2 separate regions of the Canis lupus genome follow, and region 2 is linked to region 1. The links are chromatin contacts, called in public Hi-C maps. All regions are on one chromosome and are shown on one strand. The core of a region is the stretch at or near the end of the contact, and the rest is flanking DNA. Distances in the headings are between cores, read along the strand shown. Region 1 overlaps GPRC5A (retinoic acid-induced protein 3). Region 2 overlaps GSG1 (germ cell-specific gene 1 protein).

Region 1 (7,828 bases), core at 1,924-4,423:
TCTGTCCTTATATCTCAGGTCAGAGGCTACACATGCGAAAACTGTACCGTGTTCCTCCAAAGTGCAGGGTTTAGTCATCAAGGAATTGGCTAGCAACAGAGGACAGATTCTAGTAAATCTCTCTGCTTCCTGGGAAATCTCAGGATTCATGCTCTCCTGGGAGACCCCTGGAGTCATTTAGTTAGGACCATGGTTCCAGACATGGCCCAAACCCCCTAGCATTGGCCCTAAAGTATGTTTTAGTCAGCCCACAGGAGGTGGAGGATGGGGAGAAAGGGAGGTTATTATTATTATCACTTTTTAAGATTTTATTTATTTATTCATGAGAGACACACACACAAGGAGAGGCAGAGACACAGGCAGAGGGAGATGCAGGCTCCCTGCAGGGAGCCTGATGTGGAACTTGATCCCAGGACCCGGAGATCAAGCCCTGAGCCGAAGGCAGATGCTCAACCACTGAACTACCCAGGTGCCCCAGAAAGGGAAGTTAGAACTCAGGACAGCAAACAGGAAGCTAGTGAGGAAGCCAGGGACACCCCACTCCACCCCCCCCCCCCCCAACTCATGAGTGGCCCCTCCTCTCCCACCAGATTCTGCTTCTATCCCTGTGCACACTCAACCATCCTGGTTAGGCTTTTACCACGTGTCAGGTGCTAGTGTAGAGAGCGGCGAGAAACATTCAGCGACTCAGTCCCTGCCTTCAGACCCAGAGGAAGACACAGACTCACCAGTAGGCACTGCAGGGCTGTGTGAAGAGTGCTGGGTGGGAAGCGCCAGAGGAGGGCAGGGGCCGGGCATGGAGAGCCTTACACCTTTGGGCAGGATTACGGCTCTTCCCCGATCGTAAATGGAGGGTCTCAGGGAGGACAAGCCTGGAGAGCGAGGAGGGTCATCTGAAGTGGTCTGAGTGGGGTGGCTGGCCTTAGGGCTGGGAGAAGTAGAATGTTCGAGACCCTGAAGAGATGGAATCCCCAGGACGTGAACTTTGGGGCCAGAAATGTGGGGTAGGGATTTCTCAGACCATTTCCCAACTCAGAGGTTGATCTGAAGTTGGCTTTTTGAGCCTCTGCCTCAGGCTCACAAGTGGGGAGACCCCTGTGATGCCCCCTGCCCCGTTCTCATCTGCTTTCAAGACCTCCTTTCCTGGCCTGCCTCCTGCAGTGGAGGGCTTCTTCCAGCAGCCAGGCTGGGGGGCAGTCCTTTTGTTCCCGGGGAGGAATCTGAGGCTACACACAGTTCCAACAGCTGGAGCAACTCACAAGGGCAGGCTTTGTGCCTCAGTGAATTTTGTTCATGCTCAGAGCCTGAGTGCTGATGCAGTCACGTCCCCACCCCTCTGGCTCCGTGATGGCAGGTCCCTCCTGGCTTATTTATTTATTTAAAGATTTTACTTATTTATTCATGAGAGACACACAGAGAAGGGGCAGAGACATAGGCAGAGGGAGAAGCAGGCTCCCCATGGGGAACCCGATGCAGGACTCGATCCCAGCACCCCGGGATTACACCCTGAGCCATAGGCAGATGCTCAACCACTGAACCACCAGGTGCTCCACTCCCAGCTTTAAAGTTTTTTACCAGACAGAGGGCTCCGCAGTGTAACTTTGGAGTTGGAATTCTGATTTGGATCCTGGCCCTGTCATCTCCTAGTGGTGGGACTTTGGTGAGGGGGCTGACTTGTGCCTCCATCGCTGCAGTTGGAGGCAAGATAGTGATGATAGGAGCTATAGTATAAGGAGGTGGTGAGGGTTCAGAGGGCAGAGCCCATTAAAGCACACCTGGTGCATGTTGAGGATGAGTTAGTGGGGAGACTCTCGCCATCAGAGCAGTCCAACAGTAAATTGCTTCTTTCAGCTCCCACTTGGTCTTTGAGGAAGCTAGTCCTCTCTTGGCAGGACCCTAAATCTCTGTGTCCTTGACTTTGGTTACAAATGATGGCCAAATAATCCCTGGTCGCATTCAATTTTTTCTTTCTAGCTCCAGCCCTTACATTCTTCTCCAAAGGCTGTTTCTGTAACTCCTGGCAGTTTATATTAGCCCTTTTTTGCTTCCCAGAACCCTGCCTTTTTCCCGAGCCAGTTTCCCTCTCTTTTCCTCATCTGGGTGACACAGGGCCTTCTCTGTACAGAGCTGCTTGTTAATGAGTCCGATGAGTCTTATTTTCCTCTGACCAAATTCAAAGTAGTTAGAGGACATTTGGACCTGTTACACAATGGGTGTCATGCTGGGGGAAGAGGTTGGAGGAAGGCTAGCAGAGATGAAGTAAGGAGGATTCCAGAAAAATTAGTCACTTAGATAAAAGTGTATTTACTAAGAAACATGTTAAAAAAGACATTTGTGAGAGAATTGGGAAATATGAACCCCAGGTGGGTATTTGATATGACAGGGTTATTCTTAACTTTTGAAATGTAGTTAGGTTAAAAGGGAGTTTTATCTTTTCGAGATACACACTGAAGTATTTGTGCATAAAATGATAGGATGCCTGGTGTTTGTTTAAAAACAGTCTAGTGAGTGGGGTGGGGATGGAGAGGAAGCAAAATTGGCCATAGATTGGTAAATTCCGAACCAAATGATGAGCCCTTGGGCTTTGTATGCTTGAAAATGTCAACATTTCTTTAAAAACAGTGTTGTTGTTGTTGTTGTTTTAAGATTTTTTAATTTATTTATTAGAGAGAGAGAGAGACAGAGATTGAGAGAGAGAGACAGGCAGAGGGAGAAGCAGGCCCCCGGTCTCCAGGATCAGGCCCCCGGCTGAAGGTGGCGCTAAACCGCTAAGCCACCGGGGCTGCCCTAAAAACAGTGTTTTTTAAAAAATGTATTTTATGTATTAATTTGAGAGAGAGAGAGAGAGCAAGCAAGCAGGAGCAGAGGGAGAGGGGCAGAGGAAGAAGCAGGCTGCTCGCTGAGCAGGGAACCCCACTTGGAGCTTGATATCAGGACCCTGAGATCAGCTGAAGGCAGATGTCCAACTGACTGAACCACCCAGGCCCCCCCAAAATAATGTTTTAAAGGGACTTCAGAGTCTGCTTCTCCATCTCCTGTGCGTGATTGGGGTGGGAGGTGGAATTGAAATGGAGGGAAATTGGTTTCCCCCACCTCTGTACACCTGTGGCCTGGTTTGCAGATGCCAGGAGGTCTCGAGACACACCCGCCTCCTGCACACCTGCCACCAGAACAGATGGGCCTGGAGGTCCAGGTTGGGGGATGGGAGGTTTCTGCCTCACTCTTCCTCTGACCAGCACCCCGACTCTCCTATAGGCAAACACCTCATCAGTCTCCGTCAAGATAGAGTCATCAGGCCCAAAGTTCATATAATTCCCCGTGATGCTCATGACCAGTTGGCAAGGGACAGCACTACCTAGAGGGTGGGGAAGGAGCGGCAGGCGGGCGGCCGGGAGGGAGAAATACCTTTCCAGCTAGACACCGCCCTTATGACTGATGGGAGGGGGTGAGGGGGAGAGGCGAAGGTGAGCAGGGAGATGTGCCCAGCCTGGGTCCCTCCCTTCCCACTGTGCTTGCATTCAAGGGAGGGGGCCCTTCTTCCTCTCCCAACCTCCCAGCACCCGCACTGACAAGGTCTGCACCTCCCTTCCCCTCACCACCGCAGAGCGGGCGTTCAGAGGCGAGGCAAACCAGACTTTGGGCACGTGTGTTGTCTCAGGCCTTGCCCGCCCTCTTCCTCCCATATTTCACTCTTTGCTGCCCTGAAGAGGTATTTCCATCTTTGCTCTGTGAATGTGGTAGGGGTGACTGTGGTGTGATTTCCATGCAGTAGAGACCCCCGTGACAGACCCCTGCTGACGAAAGGACTTGGGAAGGCCGTGGAAGTAGTGGCAGATTATGTCTGTCTGTCTGTCCCGTCTATGCTAGGGCATTTGCCGGTTTTCCCCTTTACCACTGGCTATTTAGTGATGGGCACATAGTGGTGCTCGGGAAATATTGGTTGAATGAATGACTATACAATAAAAAGTTAAGCTTGGGGAGCCAAATTTCATTAAAAAATTAGGAAGAGGGGCACTTGGTGGCTCAGTGCTTGAGAATCTGCCTTTGGCTCAGGTCACAATCCCGGGATCCTGGGATCGAGCCCTGCATTGGGTTCCCTGCAGGGAGCCTGCTTCTCCCTCTGCCTGTGTCTCTGCCTCTCTCTGTGTGTCTCTCATGAATGAATAAATAAAATCTTAAAAAAACAAAGTTAGGAAGATAGATTGAAGCTATCAATTATTTGTTATTTATATTACTTAAGTTATTGTATTCTAACATACCTATAATATTCCAACATATACATAATATTCATTTATGTAATTATGTGTTTTATATTGCATATATATACACATATATATAATTTTTCCCCTACTTACCATGAAAATTAAACAATGCTAGGGCGATAACTACCTCATTTAACTGAAATGGAGATTCTGTATCTTTTTTTTTTAAAGGTTTGTTTATTTATTTATTTATTTATTTATTTATTTATTTATTTATTTATTTATTTGAGAGGGAGGTGGGATGAGGGGCAGAGGGAGAGAATCTTTCAAGCTGAGTCTTGGCTGAGCATGGAGCCCAGTGGGTCTGGGCTGGATCCCACAACCCTGAGATTGTGACCTGAGCCGAAATCAAGAATCAGATGCTTAACTGACTGTGCCACCCAGGTGCCCTCAGATTTTGTATCTTTAAGGGAAGCAGATGTTTGAATTCTGTGTGCATTGAGGAAGGTGCTCCTTTGCCCTGGACAGTTAGTGAGCAATGGCTGGTTCCATATCCCATTGTGTTGTTCTCTGACTTGTAGTTGGATCTTGAAGATATCAAATGGAAAAAAGAGAAAAAGGTGTTCTTTTTCCCTAGGGTTGATCACAGCATCTCATAGAGCTGTGAAGGGCCAGAGAAATCTTGTCTATGAGCATTTATGGGCATGTGGTGAAGACATTCTGAGCTGTTTTCTCTGCTAATAAAGAAAGAGGCAGGATGCAATGAATATTTTGTATCTTTTCCTGCTTCCCAGTCCTAGCGACTCTACTTCTTTCCAGTTCCTTTCTGCAGGATCTCTCCCTACTTGGCCTTGGGGGTGCCGAGCTCTTTCACTGGTGATTTTCTGTGGAAGGGTACTCAGTGAGCCTTTCCTTCCTCCAACACTGTCCTCTATTCCTTGTCCTGACAGCATTTCTCTTCTAGTCAGTTCAGAACTTTTCACTGTTGAGTGAGCAATCCTATCAGGAAAAGAAAATCTAAAGTCTAAAGCACTGTGCCCCCCAAACCCATTCATGCACAAATAGCATTTAACAAAACCAAAATAATGGTGTCATAGAAACTGATAAACCAGATAAACTGATAAACTGGCCAGGTAATCCAGGAAAAAATTATAGTTTGTTGACAAACTGTTAAAACCTTAGCACTTTTGAATTTCAATGTCTTACCTGACGTTGACTTTGGACTTTGAGACCCACATATTTTAAGATGTATAAACTCCTTCTCTCTTCCAATTTCCCAATTTATCTTCCCACCATGCCCTGAATTCTTAGGAATTAGATTTCATGAGGTTTGAACATCAGCTAGGTTTAAAATTGACATGAAGTTAGTGGGAGTGGAGAAGGAAGCAGATCTGGGAAATCAATGAGAGATATATAGGGGGTATAGACAGTCAATTCTTTTTTAAAAAATATTTTATTTACTTAATTATTTGAGAGAGAGAGAAGGTGCGTGTACACCTGCCAGCTGCAACGGTGGGGGTGGGGGTGGGGGAGTGCAGAGCAGGAGGGAGAAGAACAAGCAGATTCCCAGTTGAGGGTGAAGCCCAACATGGGGCTGTATCTCACGACCCCCGAGATCACCAGCTGAGCAGAAATCAAGAGTCACACTTATTCAACTGAGCCACCCAGGCTGCTCCCAGCCAGTTAATCCTTTATTTTTATATTCTTATATATTTTTAAGATTTTGTTTATTTATGAGAGACACAGAGAGAGAGAGGCAGAGATAGGCAGAAGGAGAAGCAGGCTCCCTGATGCGGGTCTCAATCCCAGGACCCTGGTATCATGACCTGAGCCAAAGGCAGACATTCAGCCACTGAGCCACCCAGGTGTCCCCAGCCAGTCAAGTCTGATTGTCCTTGAGTGGGTGAACAGATTACCTGCTTTGTGGATCATCTGTCACCTGGGAGCTCCCAGCCTGTGTGGGCCTGAACTAAGTGGAATCAAGACCATAAACAGAGCTGGTTAATGAGGCATCTAATGAGGTAGAAAAGGGAAGGACATAAGAGAGAGAGAGAGAATGAGAACACCTCAGATTGCATTTAAGGCCAACTAGAACTTACTCTAGAGGTGGTACCTGTAGTATGAGAGAACATGGATCCTAGAGCCAGATGACTTATGTTCAAATTCTGCTTCTGCCATTTCCTCAATGTATGGTGTTGGGCAAGTAACTTAACTTGTCTCTGCCTCAGTTTTCTCATTTGTAATACAGGGCTAATATTTTTTACCTCCTGGAGTTGCTATAAAATTAAACTAATATATATATTATATATATATATATTATTCATATATATATGAAAGGTGATTGGAAGAGTTTCTGATCCATAGTAAAAATGAGCATTAGCTATTGGTAATATATTTCATTAGATTATTCACTATTTTTTGGTGCATTCTCTAGGACTTTTCTCCTAACAGATAATTAATAAAGAACTTGTTATGACAGAGAAGACTCCATCACTTTTTGGAATAAGAGTAGAGCCAGCCTTACAAACTTTAAGGAGGGAAAAAAATCCTTCTAACATGTGACAACAGAGCTAAGAAGAGGATCCGGGGGTGGCAAAGTGGATGTGTGGCCTTCCATAGAGAAATCTATAGTTTAAATAGATAACTCCTCTTACGCATGAAAGAATGAGGTGCTTACAGGGGTGCCTGGGTGGCTCAGTCCATTAAGTGTCTGCTTTTGGCTGGCCATGATCCCAGGACCCTGGGGTCAAGCCCTGCGTTGGGTTCCATACTCAGTGGGGAATCTGCTTCTCCCTCTCCCTCTGCACCCCCCCACTTTTGCACATGTGCTCTCTCTCTCAAATAAATAAATAGAACCTTAAAAAAAAATGGGATACTTACAAATGTCTGAAACAGGCAAAGGTGGAAAAAACCTTCAGACTGATAAATTATGATTAAAATTTAAACTTAGAGATTTCCATGCTCATGAATTCTGACAAAATACTAGGCAAAAATATCCGGAACCCTGGCAAATTGTTTTTTATTTTTTTTTATTTATTTTTTATTTTTTTTATTTTTTAATTTATTTATTTATGATAGTCACACAGAGAGAGAGGGCGGGGGCAGAGACACAGGCAGAGGGAGAAGCAGGTTCCATGTGCCGGGAGCCTGACGTGGGATTCGATCCCGGGTCTCCAGGATCGCGCCCTGGGCCAAAGGCAGGCGCTAAACCGCTGCGCCAGCCAGGGATCCCTTTTTTTTTTTTTTTTAATTTATTTATTTATAAATTGTTTTTTTTTTAAATATTTTTTTTCAATTTTTATTTATTTATGATAGTCACAGAGAGAGAGAGAGAGATTGAGGCAGAGACACAGGCAGAGGGAGAAGCAGGCTCCATGCACCGGGAGCCCGACGTGGGATTCGATCCCGGGTCTCCAGGATTGCGCCCTGGGCCAAAGGCAGGTGCCAAACCGCTGCGCCACCCAGGGATCCCTATAAATTGTTTTTTAAAATGAAACCTGGAACCCTTCAACAGAGCACTGAGTCCTCTGGCATCAGGGTACATATTTATAACTTAATTGTGGGAAGATTTGTTTTTTTCCTTTAGAATTTGCCACAAAAGGTGGAGAAAAGTTAGTAGCTTTATC
Region 2 (7,828 bases), core at 3,496-5,995, 150 kb after region 1:
AATGTGAATATTATGTTTTATTTTTTGTATGTCTAATTTATAAGCTCTTACTAGGGAATTCTGGTGAAGGTCTTCCCTGGAACATTTTGTTTTGCGTTATGCCACATGTGTGTATGTATTGGTATTGTGATGACATTTTCCAGATGTTCTAAGCTCCAGGGGACCTGAACACCACCACCCCCACCCCATCCCCCACCCATTTCTTGTCCTCCTGAAATACATCTGGTTGGTTTGGTCGTCTTGAAACTTCCAGGTGCCCTGCCTCTGATATTCAGGGCCATTTGTCCTTTCCCTTCTGTGTTCTCTCACCACCTGTACCTTAGCTTTTTCCCCAGCCAGGCAGCACGGAGACAGACAGTGGGAGCCTCCCTCCTCACGAACTTTCCAACTCTACACACTTGACCATAACGACCACCACATTCCTGTCAGAAAGGGAGCTAGAGAAGCACAGTTTATGACCACCCTCTAACAAGGTCCCCGTTATTATGTGGTTTTGATTGGTCTACCCATCATGACCTTTTCCCTGAAGTAACTTCGGAAATGCTTGTGTGTGTGCTGTCCTTATGTCTGTGAAGTTGGGGACGATTCAGGCAGGTAGCCTTATCCCTGCCTCATTGCCACTCTGATTTCCTAGCAATCTTTAATTGGCCATCCTCTGTACTGCCTCCCATTTGCTCTATTTTATTCAGAGATATTTTTGCTTTGCTTGCACGAGAGCAGAGTGGTTTCTGGATTTTTATTCTTGCTCCTTGAGTCCCGTATGCAACCACTTTGCCTGCAACATCTCCTTGTAGAACCTTTGAAGTGCTATATTTTGAGAAAATTCCTACGTGTAAGTACTGTAACTTCTATCATTGGTTAAGTTCTTTAGAATTACCTCCACTGCTTACTTCTGCCTTCTTCCATAAATATTTTACTTCCATTAAGTTCCTTCCTAAACTTCTGGGTCATTGTTTATATACCAGAAAATGCCATGTTAGCCAGTAGAGAACTGCTTTTCTTCTTGAATAATTTTGATCATACCCGAGTACAACTCAGGTTTTGTCTTTACTTGGGCCAGTATCTTTTAGCTTGTATTAATAGAGGGAGTCCAGAAAAATTTAGGGAATATAGAAATTTAGGGATCCCAGATTTGAAGGGGTATGTATTACTTGCCCAGTGGTAGGCATTATAACATAACAGAACAGTGGTAGCAAACAGCAGATTGGCCTGCCAGGTTTCTGGACATCCCCTGGCCTCAAGCCCCTGAAAGCAAATTTGGTTTCAACACTTTGAGAAGCTTGTGTGGGTCTAGCTTTTGTAAACTTGGGGCAACAATTAGAGGAGACCCGAGAGGATGGGGATGATTCTAGATTCACTTCTAGAGTCTGAATCTCTTGGGTAGAAGAGTCTGGGATCTTGTTTGGCCCAGTAGAGGATTCTAAGGACTAATTTTTAGTCGACTGAATAGCTAAAACTTGACTTGTGCTCCTGTGGCCTGGGCTGAGCCATCTACACCTAATCTTCCTTCTTCCCCATGTTGAGGCTTTCTGGGAAAGCCACTTTAGGTAGAGGAATAAAATTCAAAGTCATTGACTGAGGACCTGGTCTGAGCTGGGGGGGATCCTTTTGGGTAGGAGATTGTGTTTATGCTGGATGAGTCCCAGAAATAAGATGAAGCTAGAAGAATGTCAGTCACTAAATTCTTCATGGTGTGTTAACAACCTAACTTCACATAGTTTGTTTTGAATCCCTTTTTGCTAGACATGGGACAGGCTCTGGGCTTCTCTTCCCTCCTGCAGCCAGGGCAGAGGGTTGAAATGGTGGCTGAGGACCAAGGAAGCTTCATCCGAGCAGTGTGGGTGCTAGTCTGTCACGTGTCCCTACACTTCCTTCTCCTTGTAGGCACCCACTCCACCAGACATCTAAGATAGGAAGAGCGCCTTCCTTCCCCCCACTCCAGCAAGGCCAGTGTGACTGCTCTATCCACCCTAGACAGCATCTTCCCCTCCCCTAGATGGTCTCTACTCCACTTTCCAGTGTGGTATGCTGATATCAACCCCTTTTGAATGTGAACTACTACTTTTATTGCCCAGACTACAGAAGAGCTAGCTGGTATATTGTCAGGAAGCACTATTTAAAATGTGAATTGTTGCAGAATAAATACTATGTATAGGAAACACATTTGTGTGTCATTCTCATTCTTCTTTGGCCATCATGATGGTTTTCTCTTATGGGAAAGAGGAAGGGCAAGTGGATGGATGAGTTGGGGATCCAGAGAGGAGATATGCCATGGCCTTGTTCATTGGGGAAGTGTCCTTTACCATAAATTCCATCTAAATAACTTCAGTGGACCATTTCTGGAAGTGGACCTGTCCCTGCATGCTATGGGAGGCTTCTTGTGTTTAATAGTCTCCTGGTAGCTTCTAGGTTAATACTTAAGCTCTCACTGGTATCTAGTCTGTGGGACACTGTGATAGGCAGTGTGGAGGACATCTGTCCTGCATGTCCAAGCTCCCAGGAGGGCTTTGGCTTTCCATTCTGTGACTTCTAGGAAAATTAAAGCACACCATGGAAGGTTGAGCCACAATGGATGACTATTGAGTTGCCCACCTGCATTCCTCCAAACCCCAGATAGAGGACCAGACTGATAAGCCCCTAAAAGGCAGGAACTCGATTTTACTTCTCTTTGTCTCCATTGTTTAGCCCAGAACCTGGCACATAACAAGCAACCAGTAGAGAAGAGGTGATTCTGAACGCGGGAGATAGGGGGGTGGTGAGATGGGACACAGGAAGGGAAAAGAAGGAAAGAGCTGGGAAGGAAGAGGGAATGATGGCCTCTGGGCACGCACCCCTTTGGACTTGTATTTTCAGAGACGCTTGCTCTTACCCTCTGAAAACCATGCTCAAGACACAGACTTTGGCTTCAGTACATGTTGATAACAAGTGAACATGTAAGATTGGGTTCAGCCTGCCCTCTAAACCCGACTACTGCTAACACAATTCTTCCTCTACAGATGACCCTGCCACCTCTTCCTTTAGTCCCCGGCTAAGTCCTTGTTGGAATCCCTTGCGGTGTAGCTCTGAGTAGAAGTCAACTCCTTCAGAGACAGAGCGGATGGGCTGATTGTGGTACTGGTGGTAGCTGGTCAAAGTACCCCCCGTGTGGGCCGCGCATGACAGATGCTGAAGGGAACACTGGTGGTGGTGCGGCGGGAAGCTCAGCTTTCCTTTGAAGCTCTTACTGTGCTTACACTTGAACTCCAGCACCAGCTTGGTGTATGTGTTGAAGGTGGTGACTGCTGATGCCATGCAGCAGGTGAAGGAAACCCAGGCCACGCTAGGGAAGAACAAAAACACTAGACAGTCAGAATCTGACCTACTTATAGGTCTGAGAGAAAAACACCACAATCCCTCACTAGTAAACCAGTAAACTAGGCCGATGTCCCTTATGGATTCGGGGACCTGAGTGTGCTCCCTTCTACCATGTTGCAGGTAAAGAGCTATGCTTAAGAGGCCTGAATTTGGTCTGCCTTAGTAGGATATGTTCTGAATATTTTCTAATCAAAGAGAATGATTCTTGTAGTATTACATGTCTGACTAGGAGTTTAACAGATTCGTTTTCACTGGATTGCTTAGCTATCAGCACTGTGCTCTTTTATTCCTGATGTGCTTGTTCAGGCACACACACGCACACAGTTTTCTGGACTATGGTTTCCCAAGCTGTGGTTATCCTTGTAATCCCCCAAGATTCATAGACCTATAGCTCAGTCATATAGAGTAGCCCAGTGAAGCACCCCACACCTACCTGAGACACACACACACACACACACACACATTCTGCCCAAGATTTTCCTTCTCTCAGATCAGACACTGGGAGTGAACATTCCTCTTCCATCTTCTTTTGTTTTGAGTTGGTCTTAGGGGCCACAAAGTTGAGCCTCTATCTTGCAGGCAACATTCACTACAAATCTGGAGGTATTATATGTTGTACTGGTAGAATTTGCCTATTACAAAAACAATGTGGTTCTTGGCTTGAGGAAGTTTAGAATGGCTGGAAGAGAAGCTGGAGATTTAAGAGAAGCTGGATGGATTCAACAAAGAAAAAAAACCACCAGGGAACTATATCAGACACATTCCTAAAAACTTGGAAAGTCAACCCCTAAATCTCTCACCATGATTCTGGGAAGCCCAGGAAACAGGAAGTTGTGTGAGGTTAGTGAGGAATTTCATGAGGTCAAGTGATGGGTAAAGCCAGGCCACACGCTGGCACTGCATGTTCCCGTGTGCCGCCTCTGACAGCCTGAGCAGACCGGGCTGGGGATGCTTCTGATGAGTGTGCTGTAGTCTGAGCTCTGCAGGTGTAATGCCAAGAACAGCGAACGAAAGGTGCAAAACGATGGGTCTGGAAAATAAGTTCTGGCGCCTGGTAAATAGCCCAGAGACGCCTGAATCAAACAGCACATATTCTATCATGAGAAAAGGGGATAGGATCTCATGACAGACATGGGTAGTCGTCCATATTGCCTCCGTTAGCTTGGAAACTCCAGCTGGAGGCATTGTCTTCTCAGCACTGTTAAAGTACTTAGCACTTTGTCCAGACAGCAGTGCAGGTCCAAGCTGGCACCGTGAATAGGATGTGTTGCTCAAGGGAGAGAGTGAGGAACTCTGAGACAAAGGGGATATTTGCTTCGAATATGTTTATTTTCTCATGGTTGCTGCTTCTCTCTTTTTAAGAGAAACCGAAAGTAATTGCTTCCTTCGTTCTTTCAGGGTTAGAGAATGACTGGTGGGGGAGGGGTGGTTATTTCTCACAGTTTGGTGGAGTAAGAATGGAAGTAGGAAGAAGTTACTCTTCATTATAGAAGAGTCAGCCATTCACAGGGAATGGAATTCAAATCTCAAGGCTAATTCTTCGTTTCTCTGTCCTCCAATACCTTGAACCATAAAATGTATAGAATACAGAGAGAGCATCACTTGCACAAGCCACGCAGAATCAGTCTTATTTCCCACGGCAAGATATATATCAGGTGAGGGAGCAGCTACTACAGTTGTTGCTTTGGAAAGACTGGACAAAACAAGCCAGAAGGATCTTCTCTGTACCTTCACAGGAGGTGGGGAAAGAACAGGTGTGGCCTGATGGGCCAGCCATTGGGTCGACAGATTCCTGGGCTGAGCGACGAAGAGAAGACAGAAGGACACTGAGCAAGCATCTAGTCAAGGGCAGAACATCTAATGCAGGGTGGCTGGGGAGGGGCTAGAAGGTTCAGGAGATGGTGAGCACTTACTAGAAGGCCCAGCCATAATTCCAAGCATGTGGCCTCCAGTCTTCTGGACCCAAGTTGGCAGTTGCCTGGAACACTTGTGAATACATCATATGGGCCACCATCCCCAGAAGGCCTACAGAGGGAACAGGAAGGCAGCACCCTCAGACGCTGGCATTGCCCTCTCTGGGGAATGTGAGTTTGGAGCAACTTTCCTCATTTTGCATCGGGTACAGCCTATGTTGAGATGCTCCGTTTCCCATCTGCCACCACACGTCCAGGGAGACTAATCTGCAAAGGGGGCTTCTCCTTGAATGCATAGCCTTGCAGTAGGTTGCCCCAGGCTTTAGGTGGAGAGCTAAGGGGAAAGTTTCTGAGTCAATGCTCACTTAGGGCCTTTTGACTTCTTCCCACCCATGCCCTCAGCATGAGATTTATTTTTGATCTATCTTTATATCTGCATCTCTTGCTCTTACTTGATCCCATGGAATCTTAAAAAGCTCTGGGTATGTACAATGGAAAAAAGTAAACCAAACTGTATTTCACCTACTGAGAAACCTTGCAAAGAAGATGAACCTATAGAGAAATCATTTTGCCAAGTACATGATGATCTAATATAAAATTTCATTCCAACTCCGATGTACCTGCAACATGTCTCCTCCATCCGTTCCTTATCCTGCCTCCTCCTTCCTGCCCTCCCGATAGACACACGAGCCTAGCAGAGGTGCCTCAAAGGTGATGAGGCACCCACTCTCTCCTGTCTGGGAGGCACCCACCTGACAAGACAGAGGAAATTGCCGCGAAGGCACTCAGCTTGAGCCCGTAGCCCGGGTTCCCAGTGAACAGCAGGTCCATTAGCAGCAGGAGGAAGCTGACGAATTCAAGTCCGATGGAGAAGAACTGGGCTCCCAGTGATAACCATAGGATCTCTGTCAGAAACCAGAGGAAGAAGAGCCCTCACCCTGACAGTTGGATGACTGAACACTGAGCAACCAGTGCCTGTCAGGAGGGAAAGCCTTGCAGAGTCAGAGAAGAGGAGAATGGGACAGAGCTGGCACCAGAGGGGGGCTTTCCCTAATGTGGGTCCTTTGCTGTCACCCCCAGGGCTCTCTGCTCTGCTCAGTACCTGATAGAGAATCAAGGAAACTTGGCTGACTGGAAATAGGTGAGGAGATTCGAGAGGAAATCTTCTAATTGTCACAAAATCTTGGGGCGCCTGGTGGCTCAGTGGTTGAGCGTCTGCCTTTGCCTCAAGGTCCTGGGATCGAGTCCTGCATCGGGCTCCTGGGGATCCTGCTTCCAACCTCTGCCTATTTCTCTGCCTCTCTCTCTCTGTGTCTCTCATGGATTAAAAAAAAAAAAAATCTTAAAAAAAAATCTTGCAGGGGCATGACTTTGCTGTGGGTCATTTTTGCTCTCTTTTTTCCTGATTGATTAGAGCAATCACTTCTGTTTCTCCCTTTCCTTTTATCACTCCCTCTGTTAAAATGTATATATATTTTATTTAAAAGATATGTGAGGAAAAAAAGCTTTCTAAGCTTTTCAACATGGTTACTTGGCAACATGAGGAGGTTAGAGCTGTTGGTGTTTTTTTTTTTTTTTTTTTTTTTCTATTTGGGAACTTTATTTGTTCCTGCTGTTCCCTTATTTTTTTTTCTTTTGCATTCCTGCATATAAATGAGAACTGGCTCTGGAAGGAATGTGTCACCCCTGGGACTCAGAAGAAGAGAAAAAGAGAGGACAGTACAATATAGAGCACTGTTGGGCCAGAGGGGCCCAATTCAATGGCAACTAAATTTGTTACCAAACCCACATACTTGCCACAAGCCCCAAGGGAGGGTGGGGGAGGAAAGCCTTCTCCATCAACTGCTTCCCTCCAAATCGGAGAGTGGGGTGACATGGGCCTTGCAACGTGGCAAACTCCAGTAGTCCTTTCTCACCTCTCTCGGTTGGTGGTGTGAGTTCATTGAAAGTTCGGCACCTCTCCCCTGAAACACAGACAAGGTATAACCTCAGGGAGGGATGAAAACTTCCCCAGTCCCACACCTGGCACCACTTCAGTGGCTCAGACCAGACATCTCTCTTTGAAAGCAGGAAAGAATGCATCGTGGATGGATGGATGGATGACATAGGCAAGAATCACTCAGGATTAATTTCTCTGTCCCCGGTTCCTGACAGTGAGGAAGAGGACATTACCCCGAGAGGGCTTCTGCAGGGAAATGTTCCCGTTTCTCATGTCAGGAGGGTTAGCAGTCCTAATGTTAACCAACACCTTTTGCTGCCACCTACCACTGGTCTGAATGGCTCTCAATTGTCTCTAGGACTGAGGTGGGAGCTGCACTAAATGGCACATTATTAACACATAGAAATACACACACACACACACACACACACACACACACACACACACACAATTTATATTCCTCTTCGTCTCCTTTTTCCCTTAGCCCAAATAGGGAGAAATAGGCTAATTGTACTCAATTCTGGGCTTCAGGAAAACTTCACTACCTGGTGATCTCTGAATGCTCAGAGCAAGGAGGCGAGGGTGTCCTTAGGCTAAAAACCCTAGGAATGCAAGTTAAGGA

The links. A called contact is a pair of places that touch in the nucleus more often than the background predicts.
Region 2: a Hi-C map of skin fibroblasts shows a contact between it and region 1, with 4 times the contacts expected there. The contact joins two enhancer-like sites. A contact is called at or near these places in 3 of 9 Hi-C or Micro-C datasets (amygdala, blood and skin fibroblasts).

The regions. Positions count from the first base shown.
Region 1 is chr27:12,726,433-12,734,260 of UU_Cfam_GSD_1.0, forward strand. The region is part of intron 2 of GPRC5A (retinoic acid-induced protein 3); the gene reads left to right. Among named protein-coding and RNA genes, the nearest start is that of GPRC5A, 11 kb to the left of the region's middle. Within about 2 kb of position 3,174, at least 4 of the 20 cell types and tissues checked have an H3K27ac peak or open chromatin away from gene starts, as enhancers often do.
Region 2 is chr27:12,874,861-12,882,688 of UU_Cfam_GSD_1.0, forward strand. GSG1 (germ cell-specific gene 1 protein) reads right to left here. Exons shown (of 6, transcript XM_038576855.1): 3 at 7,184-7,231; 4 at 6,020-6,172; 5 at 5,268-5,379; 6 at 2,899-3,319. The coding sequence ends at 2,974. FAM234B (protein FAM234B) reads left to right here. Exons shown (of 13, transcript XR_005379883.1): 13 at 1-2,163. Among named protein-coding and RNA genes, the nearest start is that of GSG1, 15 kb to the right of the region's middle. Within about 2 kb of position 4,746, at least 4 of the 20 cell types and tissues checked have an H3K27ac peak or open chromatin away from gene starts, as enhancers often do.